Linked DNA regions of Arachis hypogaea: region 1 is linked to region 2. A link is a contact called in public Hi-C data. All regions are on one chromosome and are shown on one strand. Each heading gives the region's core, a stretch centred on a gene start, on an enhancer-like site or on the middle of the called end of the contact. The rest is flanking DNA. Distances are from core to core; before and after follow the strand shown.

What was found. A called contact is a pair of places that touch in the nucleus more often than the background predicts.
Region 1: a Hi-C map of an unstated tissue shows a contact between it and region 2, with 4 times the contacts expected there. The contact joins the enhancer-like site here to the promoter of LOC112750689 in region 2. A contact is called at or near these places in 2 of 8 Hi-C or Micro-C datasets (leaf and an unstated tissue).

The regions. Positions count from the first base shown.
Region 1 is chr15:130,090,936-130,096,286 of arahy.Tifrunner.gnm2.J5K5, reverse strand. No RefSeq gene overlaps it. Among protein-coding and RNA genes, the nearest start is that of LOC112752718, 14 kb to the left of the region's middle. Within about 2 kb of position 3,331, at least 3 of the 3 cell types and tissues checked have open chromatin away from gene starts, as enhancers often do.
Region 2 is chr15:130,034,341-130,039,504 of arahy.Tifrunner.gnm2.J5K5, reverse strand. LOC112750689 (nucleobase-ascorbate transporter 6) reads left to right here and starts at 3,224. Exons shown (of 15, transcript XM_025799503.3): 1 at 3,224-3,519; 2 at 3,728-3,888; 3 at 5,058-5,155. The coding sequence starts at 3,768.

The DNA.
Region 1 (5,351 bases), core at 2,082-4,581, 57 kb before region 2:
AACACAAGCATCCAATATGCTCAAACCTCAAATAGATCTCAAGAATTTTCTTATTCGAGCCAACAATTCTGATCAATCGTCTTAATAGCTTGGTTGTGTATAATTTGATATGAACCTTAGTTATATGTGTTTCTCTTCCTTTCACTGCAAACATGACCACTCATATTCCGCCCGACCTCCTACCTAGTTCCTTTGATTTATAATGCCTTGCAATTTTCCAAAACTATACGGAGCTGTTGAGAAATCTGCCTTTTCTCCCATTCGTGTTCTTAAACTAACAATGTAGTTTCGAAAAAGTCAAAGAATCCCTACTCCTTAGCAAAGAAGCACGAAAACATGTACCTTTGCGAATCCATTATGTGGAACCTCTCTACATGAGAACAGATTGATCTCATTGCACCTTTAATTGTCTAATTCTGAAGATTTGTTTAGTTAAGATTCTCGCAGTCAGACTTAGAAAACTCATCCACCATTTTCTCATCAAAGAATGCAATTCCTTGCTCATTATCGTCAAGATAATCAACATTATTAGCATGCGCACATACATCCTTTAGATCTATCATCTGTGGAGTAAATAGCCAAATTGGTCCCCGAAAGATAGCCCATTCTTCAAACGAGTTCCCGTAAGAAAAAGATAATAAAATTTGTCCCCGAAAAATTTAAAATTGGTAAAGTTAGTCCTTCCGTCAGTTGGATGATGACGTGTCACGTTAAATGCCACGTGGCATATGATGACGTGGAGGGCTAATGCCACGTATCACAATATGATTGGTTGACATGTCAGATCGGTGACACGTGGCATCAGGTCAGTGACACGTGGCATGCCACGTAGCACTTGACATGTAAAAAAGTTATTTATAATCAAAATAGTTCTTGAAAGTTCAGACGTAAGTCATTTTCATCCCTAAAATTTTAAAAATTAATCAAATTAGTCCTTATATAATTTTTTTTATTTTTTCTTGATAATATTAAATTTAAAATATTTTTTGATACTACTAATTTTAATAGAAATGTAATTGACAATAAAAAAATTAATAATTGTATCTTTTCTTCTTAAAAATTTATTCAATAAAATTATATCTCTCCTTTAATTCTTGTCAAAATCTCTCTATTCTTTTCTATTATAAAACCTTTTTCTTACATTATTACATTTTGTTGGAATATATATATATAACCTAAACAAAGTTATATGCTCAAAATCAAAATTTATGTATGTTAATCTAAATGAAAGTAATAACGTAATGAAAAAAAAGATGTATAAATTTTTATTAAATTTGTTTAGGTTAACATATATAAATTTTTATTTTGAGCATATAACTTTATTTAGGGTAACATATATATATATATATATATATATATATATATATTCCAGCAAAATGTAATAATGTAAGAAAAATGTTTTAGAATAGAAAAGAATAAGAGAGATTTTGACAAGAATTAGAGGAGAGAGATAATTTTATTGAACAAATTTTTAAGAAGAAAAGATACAATTACTAATTTTTTTATTGTCAATTACATTTCTATTAAAATTAGTAGTATCAAAAAATATTTTAAATTTAATATTATCAAGAAAAAATAAAAAAAAGTATACAAGGATTAATTTGATTAATTTTTAAAATTTTAGGGATGAAAATGACTTACGTCTGAACTTTCAAGGACTATTTTGATTATAAATAACTTTTTTACATGTCAAGTGTCACGTGGCATGCCACGTGTCACCGATCTGACATGTCAACCAATCATATTGTGACACGTGGCATTAGCCCTCCACGTCATCATCCAACTGACGGAAGGACTAACTTTACCAATTTTAAATTTTTCGGGGACAAATTTTATTATCTTTTTTTTACGGGGACTCGTTTGAAGAATGGGCTATCTTTCGGGGACCAATTTGACTATTTACTCATCATCTGTGTGTACTCCCAGAGATATTAGAACAATAGCTTGGACAAACACCAATCTATAAATCCATACAATTAAGCAACATAACACAGACTTTTAAATCCTGGTAGGGCATAAGGAAAACAACTCTGCTAGTGAGACAACGAGAAATCTTAACAATATGAACAATGAGTTGGATATTTAGCCTAATAGGGATAAATCACTCCACTAATTAACCTAAATTCAAAAACTCTATTCAGTTATTTCACAAAAATAACCATCAAAATCCTAAATTACAAACAGTTTTCACTCCCAAATCCTTTTTCTTCCCCGGCCGGCAGCCCCCCCACATTCATCACTAACCATCCTACCTCACCAGCGTCAGAAACACCCTCACCGTCCATCAGCTTCGACCCCAGTCCAGCCCCCTCTCATGCGCGCGTCTGTCTCTATCGCCAGAACCCAACCGCTCGGACGGGCGCCACCGTCCTGTCATGGGTCTCTGTGCCTTCCGCCGGCATCCCCCGTCGAGGCAGGCCTGCGTCCATCCGCGTCCCTGGTGCCCGGCTTGCCTCTCTCTCTCCCGAGCCGGTATCCTCCCTGGGGTTGCGTTCTTCCACCGCCAAAATAATAACCATCTAAGTAGGTATATAAATGAACATCTGACATCTGTGAACAAAAATAATTATCCAATTATTCACGAAATCGACCACCTGCATACATAATGCCTGAAATAACCATCCACCATCATAGTTAAATGAACATCTAGATGTGAGGGGTGATACACGTATGAAACGGCAGCCACATATGTCCCCTGCATGTTGCAGATGGAGACGCTAGGACGGTGAACCCTGCCAGCTTCAGGGGGCCTGCACGGCGCCGGCGCGTTGGTGAGCTGTGCGAAGGACGCAATATGCATGAAGGGGGTGCATGCTCGGACGTTCTCGGAGAGCTGGGCAGCGGCTGCTGGTGTTCTTGGTGCCGTCGGACCAAAGAGATAAGAAGAAAATGGCGCGAGAGGAATGTTCTACAGAACGAAAATCACACGCACAAAGGAGGTCACAAATTTTTTTAAAATTTAAAATTTAAAATTAATTAAATTAATTATCATTTGATTTTAATTTTTTTTAATTTTATTATATTTTTTTTTTTACTAAAGATATGAGACTCGAACCCGCAACCTCTTAATTGAGTATGGAGAGACTATGCCATTTGAGCTATTATTCATTAACTTTAATTCTATTATTCACATTGTGTTTTTTGGAGACTTATTTTTCACATTGTTTATTAAACTTATCGTCTTCCCCGTATTTTTTCGAAAATCCTAGCAGAGCACAAATTAATAATTAAGAGTGTTAAAATTAGCTGAACCCATCAGTAGACTTGCAAAACCCAACAAAAAGGCCAGCTAGCGTGCCAGATTGAAAGCCCACCAAACCCAAAAAAAAAAAAAACACTAGTAGCGGGGAAGCCGGGGATTGGTGAGTGGGTCTGCCAGTCCAGAGTTTTTGTTGTATATATATAATTTAAAAACTAAGACTTTCAAGAACATTTCTCTCATTTTTTCTTTTATTTTATTCTTCTTTTGTTATTTTTTTATTTATTTTATTCTTATATTTTAAAGACTACGTGACATAGCTGGTTTCTTAAAACAAATTTGCCTTTTTTATTTTTTATCACAAAATTTTATTTCTATTTTTGCATTGTAAATATTGTTGATGTTTTAAAATTGTTCGTTATTTGAAAATTAAGTTGAAATTAATATTTTTTATTCTTTGCACAATTTGAACATAGATATTATGACAGACAAATTTATCATTAAAATATTGTGTTATAATTTGACTTTTTTTTATGTTTGAATTATAGTTATATTTTCACATATCATTTTTCGTTAGATTCATTTTAATTAATTTTACTTTCATAATAAAAAAAGAGTTAGGCAGTCTAGGACTCTAGGGTATTGATCCACCAACTCACGGTAAAACAGGATGGACTAACACATTACATTCAATTTCCTTTGGTGAATTGGACTAGTCTATTTTATTTTTAGCCGGATCTGAGTAAAACGGGACAGAACTCACTTTTGACACCCTTATAAATAAAAAAATATAGAAAATCAAGTAGAGTTAAAAATTTATGATTTAGAATTTAGAATTAAGATAAATAAAATAATTTTGAAAAAATAATTAATGTTAACTAAAAAAATTAGCTACTACCTAACATTATTAGTCAGTTATTATTATATTGAAGAATTATTTAAGTAATCAAATTATTATTTTCATATACTACTTTTTAAATATCTATAGTTCTATACTTATTAATATATCAATGAATTATATGTAGATTTCAACATTATGAATTTATGATGACTGTTTTTTAAGGGGCAAAAAATGATTACCAAAATATTATCATTTATCAGTTGATGTGTTATCTGTTTTGGATATTATGGACACACCACCCAGGGCTTTCATTTTTCTCAACCAATAATCCTTCTATTAATTAAGATTTAGTAATTCGAACAGCTTTACCATATTAATACCCATCATTTTAGGTTAATCCAAAATATAATAATTAGGGGTGGCAAAACAGGTCGGTTTGCCCCAATCTGTCCCGTTTCATTTAGACCCGTTCCATTTCATTTAGACCCGTATTATAAACGAAACAGGCCAGCTCACGTCAATTAAAATGAGTTCAAAATACTAGTCTGTTCAATTTTATGGAGGATTGGCGGGCTAGCGGATTAACCCGCTTGACTTTTTTTTTTTGAAAAATAAAATTTATTAAAATTAATCAAAAATAATAATTAAAAAATTAAATACAAATAAAAATAATCAAATTATAATATAAAATTTTTTTATTATCTTTTTTTTTTTAGTTTTAACTTCAATAAAATTGTTCAAAATAACATTTATCAATAAAACCATTTTTATTTTAAAAAATAAGTCACATAATTTAAACATATATACAAAATTGTAAAATAAAATAAAATAAAGTTAATAATTAAAAGAAGAATAAAAATAAAAAATGAAAAAAAATGTTTAAAAATTATATAATTATTAATTTTGTAGTAATAATCACTCTTTTATTTAATTAAAAAATGTTTAGCCCGGCGAGCCAACTCGCCCCGCCAAAACTCACAAATTTAGCAGTACAAATTTGGCGAATTTTTAAAATTTAACAAGTTTCAAAATCTAGTTCGACCCACTTTTTTAGCGAGTTTGACAAAATTAGACCCGTTTTGCCACCTTAATAATAATAGTCTACCAATATGATTTTGACATCTCCTCAAAGTGCATAAGAAAGGTGACGCAGACAGAAATAAATAAGGGTAAGAAAAAGACAATGTTGGGCAGCTCAATTTCTATTATTCATTTATTCTACTAACAGGGTTTCAATTATAATCCCTTTTTGCTTTTGTTTGTCTAATAGAGACAAGCTGTCAGGGAAATCAATCAATATGCATGAATGTT
Region 2 (5,164 bases), core at 1,975-4,474:
AAACTTTCGTAATAACTAATAAAGGCTTTTTGCAAAATAATTTAATATTTTGTTAATGTTTATTCAATAGAGGCAGCAATGTGCCATAGAATTACTTTTAGAAGAATATTAAGGAGTCAAATAGGAGATCTTAAAATTAAGGTTTAATTATTTTGCAGATTTTTATAATTTTATCGAATTTTTATTAGATTTTTATATTTTTTAATTGAATTTTTATATTATATAATTTTTTTAAATTTAGTTTCTATTAATATTAAACGTTCAGAAAATATTAATAAATTATAAATTTAATTATTTATTCATGTCTTTCACATATAATAAATTTATATGAACTGAAATCTCTATTTTTCATTTTTTTCTTCTGCTTTTTTTTTTCACTCTTCTAACAAAAAATTTTGTACTTTTTTACTAATTAAAAAGTAAAATTGAAGAATTAGATAATTTCATAGTGGTGTATAAACTCCATTTCACTTTCAAAAACCAACAAGACCCTGGCAATAGATTTTATCATTGTCTTTCTCTACCTTAGAAAAAGAACAAATATTTTATAAAATTTTCAACACAAATCAAACTATAGCCACCTTTACACGAGCATAAAAGGGCAAATGATATTTTTCTTGACCTATCAAAATTACATTACAAATAATAATATACAAAACCATTCACTTTTATTTTCTTGGTAATTGGTAAATACTAGATATCACGTCATGAACATAATTTCATTGTTTTAATTAATTTATTTATTTTTCTTTTTCAATATCAGTTCTATCATTTATCTTTTCAAAATCTCTAACAGCAAGGTTATATACTAAATTGTCAATGGAATATGAGTTATCACTTATCATCATACAAAACTTCAACCCGATATACAAATCTTAATATTCATAAGAAAGACCACACTTTCCAATAGAGAACACGACTATTCAACTATGCAGCAACATTCAAAAAGAAAGTATAGAGCACTAGATCAGACTACTATCAAAACACAAATTACTAAACTCTATCAAAATCAAATTACAGTAATAATAATATACAAAATGGATAATAATTATCTCTTAATTATGAACTCCAGCAAAGTATCTTTCACATATATTATTATGAAGATTACATACATCATTACCCATTTATATAATACACACTATTATAGTTACGAAGTTCCTTCATCAAGTATTTTTTTTCTTATATAAATTCTAGTTTCTTTACAATTATAAAACAAAAATGTTTGAAAACAATAAAAATCAATTCAAATTAATTAAAGTTATTTTATTTTATATTTATTAATTATTACAAAAATAAATAAATATATATATAACATTAAATATAACAAATATATAATTATAAACGTTACTATTAAATAAAATAAAATAATTTTGAACCGTATAAAAAACATAAAAATTTACGTAATATCATATAATTTTTATTGTTTATAAATAAATCAATTTATGAACTTTTTGACAATTTCTTTTAAATAGAATTAGACAAATTTTTTCTTATGAAGTGATATCATTGCTCACAGATGACGTGTATGAGAAAAAGAATGGCTACCTAAAACATATGCTCATGAACATCATGTTTGATTTTCACATCCAAGCATGGCGCCGTACATAGCAGAACAATCAATGTGAACAATGTTTGTTGGAAAAGTAAGTTAGGTCAAGAGAGATGAGGTTCATTTCATTCACAAATTAGTAATAGATATTAATTGGTAATAGAATTTTATAGATTGATTTGTACAGAAATTATTTTTAATATGTTGATAAAAATTGTGTTTTGATTAAATATTAATATTTAAAATATATTACAGAATTATAGAAGTATAAAAAAAATGTCTAATATATATCTATATATTATCAGAATGATGATACATAATTAATATGTATTTTGTGTGTTGTCAGAATAATAATATATATTTTATATTAATTTTTTACTTATAAAAAAATTCATCCACATATAATTATACTAAATAATTTTATTTTTAACAAAGATACTAATAATTTTTTATATAAAAAAAAATTAGCCTGATTTGTAACTGGCCCTTTATAATCATAGAATAGAATATATCATTCTCTTAAGAGTAATACGTCATCTTATATTTGTAGCATTTAAGGTGAAGATTTTACATAAGTGTATAATTTGCTTTCTTTTATCATTTCTTTGATAAAAGAGTTAGCAGAGAAGGTTTTAAGTTGTAACGACTGAGGAGAAATGTTTACAAAAATAATATATATAAAAATTAACCATCAAATTAAGTATTATATATATATATATATATATATATATATATATATATATTATTTTATAAATTTTAATATTATTTTATATTTTAATATATATTTTATATTTTATACTTTTAATGTGTATTATTATTATTTTTTTCTATATCTTAATATTTACGTGGGACGATTAATCCCTTGCTAGTTCAGTAGTTCTTAAGCAGCTTAATCAATGGGATGACTGAGACTTGAGCGAGACTTTTAAAAGATTTTTTATGTTCCAAAAAGAAAAAATATTGAAAGTTTGAAACCCTACTTAGTTAACTAGAAAGAATAAGCTCATTCAATTAAGCTACACGCTTACATCTCCAAATTAGAAAAAAGGATAAATAAATTTTTGATTTTTTATTCTGTAGATATTTTTATTTTTAATTATTAAAAAATATTTTTAAATTTTTGATCTTTATAAAATTTGGACGGATCAATTCTTCTATCTAAATGTTTACGTCAGATTTAATGAAAAGTCTAACGTGATTTCTGTAATGCTTATCACGCATACGCGTTGCCTGACAGACTTCCTTTTTACGCATACGCATAATTCAACAAATCTCCATTTCTTTATAAATTTTCTACTTTACATGCTTTTTTTTATTTCTTTCAAAACTTTAAATCACTCAAACAAACATATCAAGACATCGAATGAGAGATAGAAACAACCCAGAAGTTTCAAATCTAAAAATGATAGCTTTTTCTTTTTGTAGGTGAACAAATCTAATTATTATACATCAAATGACTTTACTTATTTCTATTTCATAAATAAAAAATATTATTTATATATCAAAATTAATCATTATATATTTATATATATTATATATTTTAAAAGAAAAAAAAAGGTTTATACAAAATCAAACAAATCCAAAAAAAGGCTCTTGTTAAAAGAAAAGTATTAAAGATATAACCATTAATATTACCTTTTCCCATTAACTTAAGTTTTTAGAATGAGTGGTTTCATAACATATTTTATATTATAATATATAGTTTTATACTAATAATTAATTTTAATTTATACGAGAGAGAGAGAGAGAGTGTCTACACTCCTTTTATGGTTTCTGTTTCTGCTACCATTTTTGAGTTTCCTTTACTCCACCACACGCTCCACAATAACAACACCACCTCTCTCTTTCTCTTCTCCTTTTGAGGGTGGTGGGTGGCTTAGTGGGGGCAACTTAATATATTGCATTTTGACTTTATAGCCCCTCAACTTAATCATTTTCCTCCTCAAACTTTAATTTATTTACAAAAAAAGGTACCTTTTTTTAATCTCCCTTAACATCGATGTTAAATACCTATGCTATGATTATCAATATCACAAACCATCGCATTATATTCAACAAAAATAAAGCTAAAACTACACTCTCTAGTTACACTATCATTTTCTCTTTACTTCGTGGTGTCTCTTTTGATAAAGGATCTTGGTCGTTCTCTAAGATTTGGCCATTTTGAAAGCTGTCTAGATTGTTAGAAAGGAGAGACAAAAAGAAAGAAAGAAGAGTCATGGCAGGAGGAGGAGGAGGAGGAGGAGGAGGAGGAGGAAAATCAGATGAGCCACAACCACATCCACCGAAGGATCAGTTACCAAATATCTCTTACTGCATTACTAGTCCACCTCCATGGCGTGAGTCTTTTTATTAATAATATTTAACCTTAGATTAGATTCAAAAGAATAAAAAGCTCTTTCTTTTTCAGTTCCCAGAATATGCCATATTAATTCTTTTTTGACTGACTAAAAAATCAGCTCACTTTAAAGCTGTTTCATGTTAAAGAAAAAGAAAAAGAAAAAGAAAGGACAAACTTCAAACTTCTGGGTTCTTTAATTCATGAGTCCCTGATTTTTCACCAACTCTTTTATTATTATTTCTTAAAAACAAAAAATGTTTATTATTTTTGGTTTTGCATTTGGGGAACTTGGATACTTTATATTTTTATGCGAGTCGAAGCATGTTTAAAGTTGTGTATGTCTGTGTGACTGAGTGCTCTTTTTTTTTTTTTTTAAAAAAAAAATATATTTTCACATTATTTTTTATCTTAATACTACATTCATGTTTGAGGTTCTTCGCAGTTGTTTCCAGATCCAGATTTGGTAACAAAAATTTTCATTCGCTGCTTTCAAATTTAGGCCCTTTATCTAAAATTTCATTTTTTTAGGACATATTGCTATAATTGTTGCTTCTATATTTTCTTCAAATAAAAGGAATAATGATTTTTTTAAGAGAAACAAAATCTATATTATTCATATTGTTGGATTTAGGTACATTTAAGAACAGCAGTACAGCACCGACACTATACAGTGAACTATTGAACAAAGTAGTCAAGTTAATCATTTATAATTGCAATAATTTACTTTATGGGGAGTGTGTATAGATGAGGCATTCCTAAATTTTAGTGTGTTTTAAACATAAGGTAATTTAATTGCTGTAATTAAATTTCTTTTAATTTTAAATTGTGTTCGCTTGACATAGTTATATTATTTTTAAAAGGTGGTTACTTTTATGAAGACATCTTCATGTGAAAATAATTTGGCAAGCAGTTAGATGGTTCAGTCAAATATGTCAAACTAACTCACGGTTCATAATATTATCTTCACACAAAGATATCGAAGTAGCCACCAAAAATGCTTTGTTTTGAAAAATATTTTTGGATTACTTTTATTCATAAAATATGTAGTTAATTACTGTGCAGTTACAATTTTAAGAATCTCTTTACCATGGGATTTCAATTTTGTTTTTGTGTTCTTTTTATTCTTAAACTAATTTGATGAGAAATTTTGGTGACATTATGATGCAGCTGAGGCCATACTTCTTGGTTTTCAACATTTTCTTGTGATGCTTGGAACAACTGTGCTTATTCCCACTGCTCTTGTCCCTCAAATGGGAGGTGGCAATGTAAGTGAT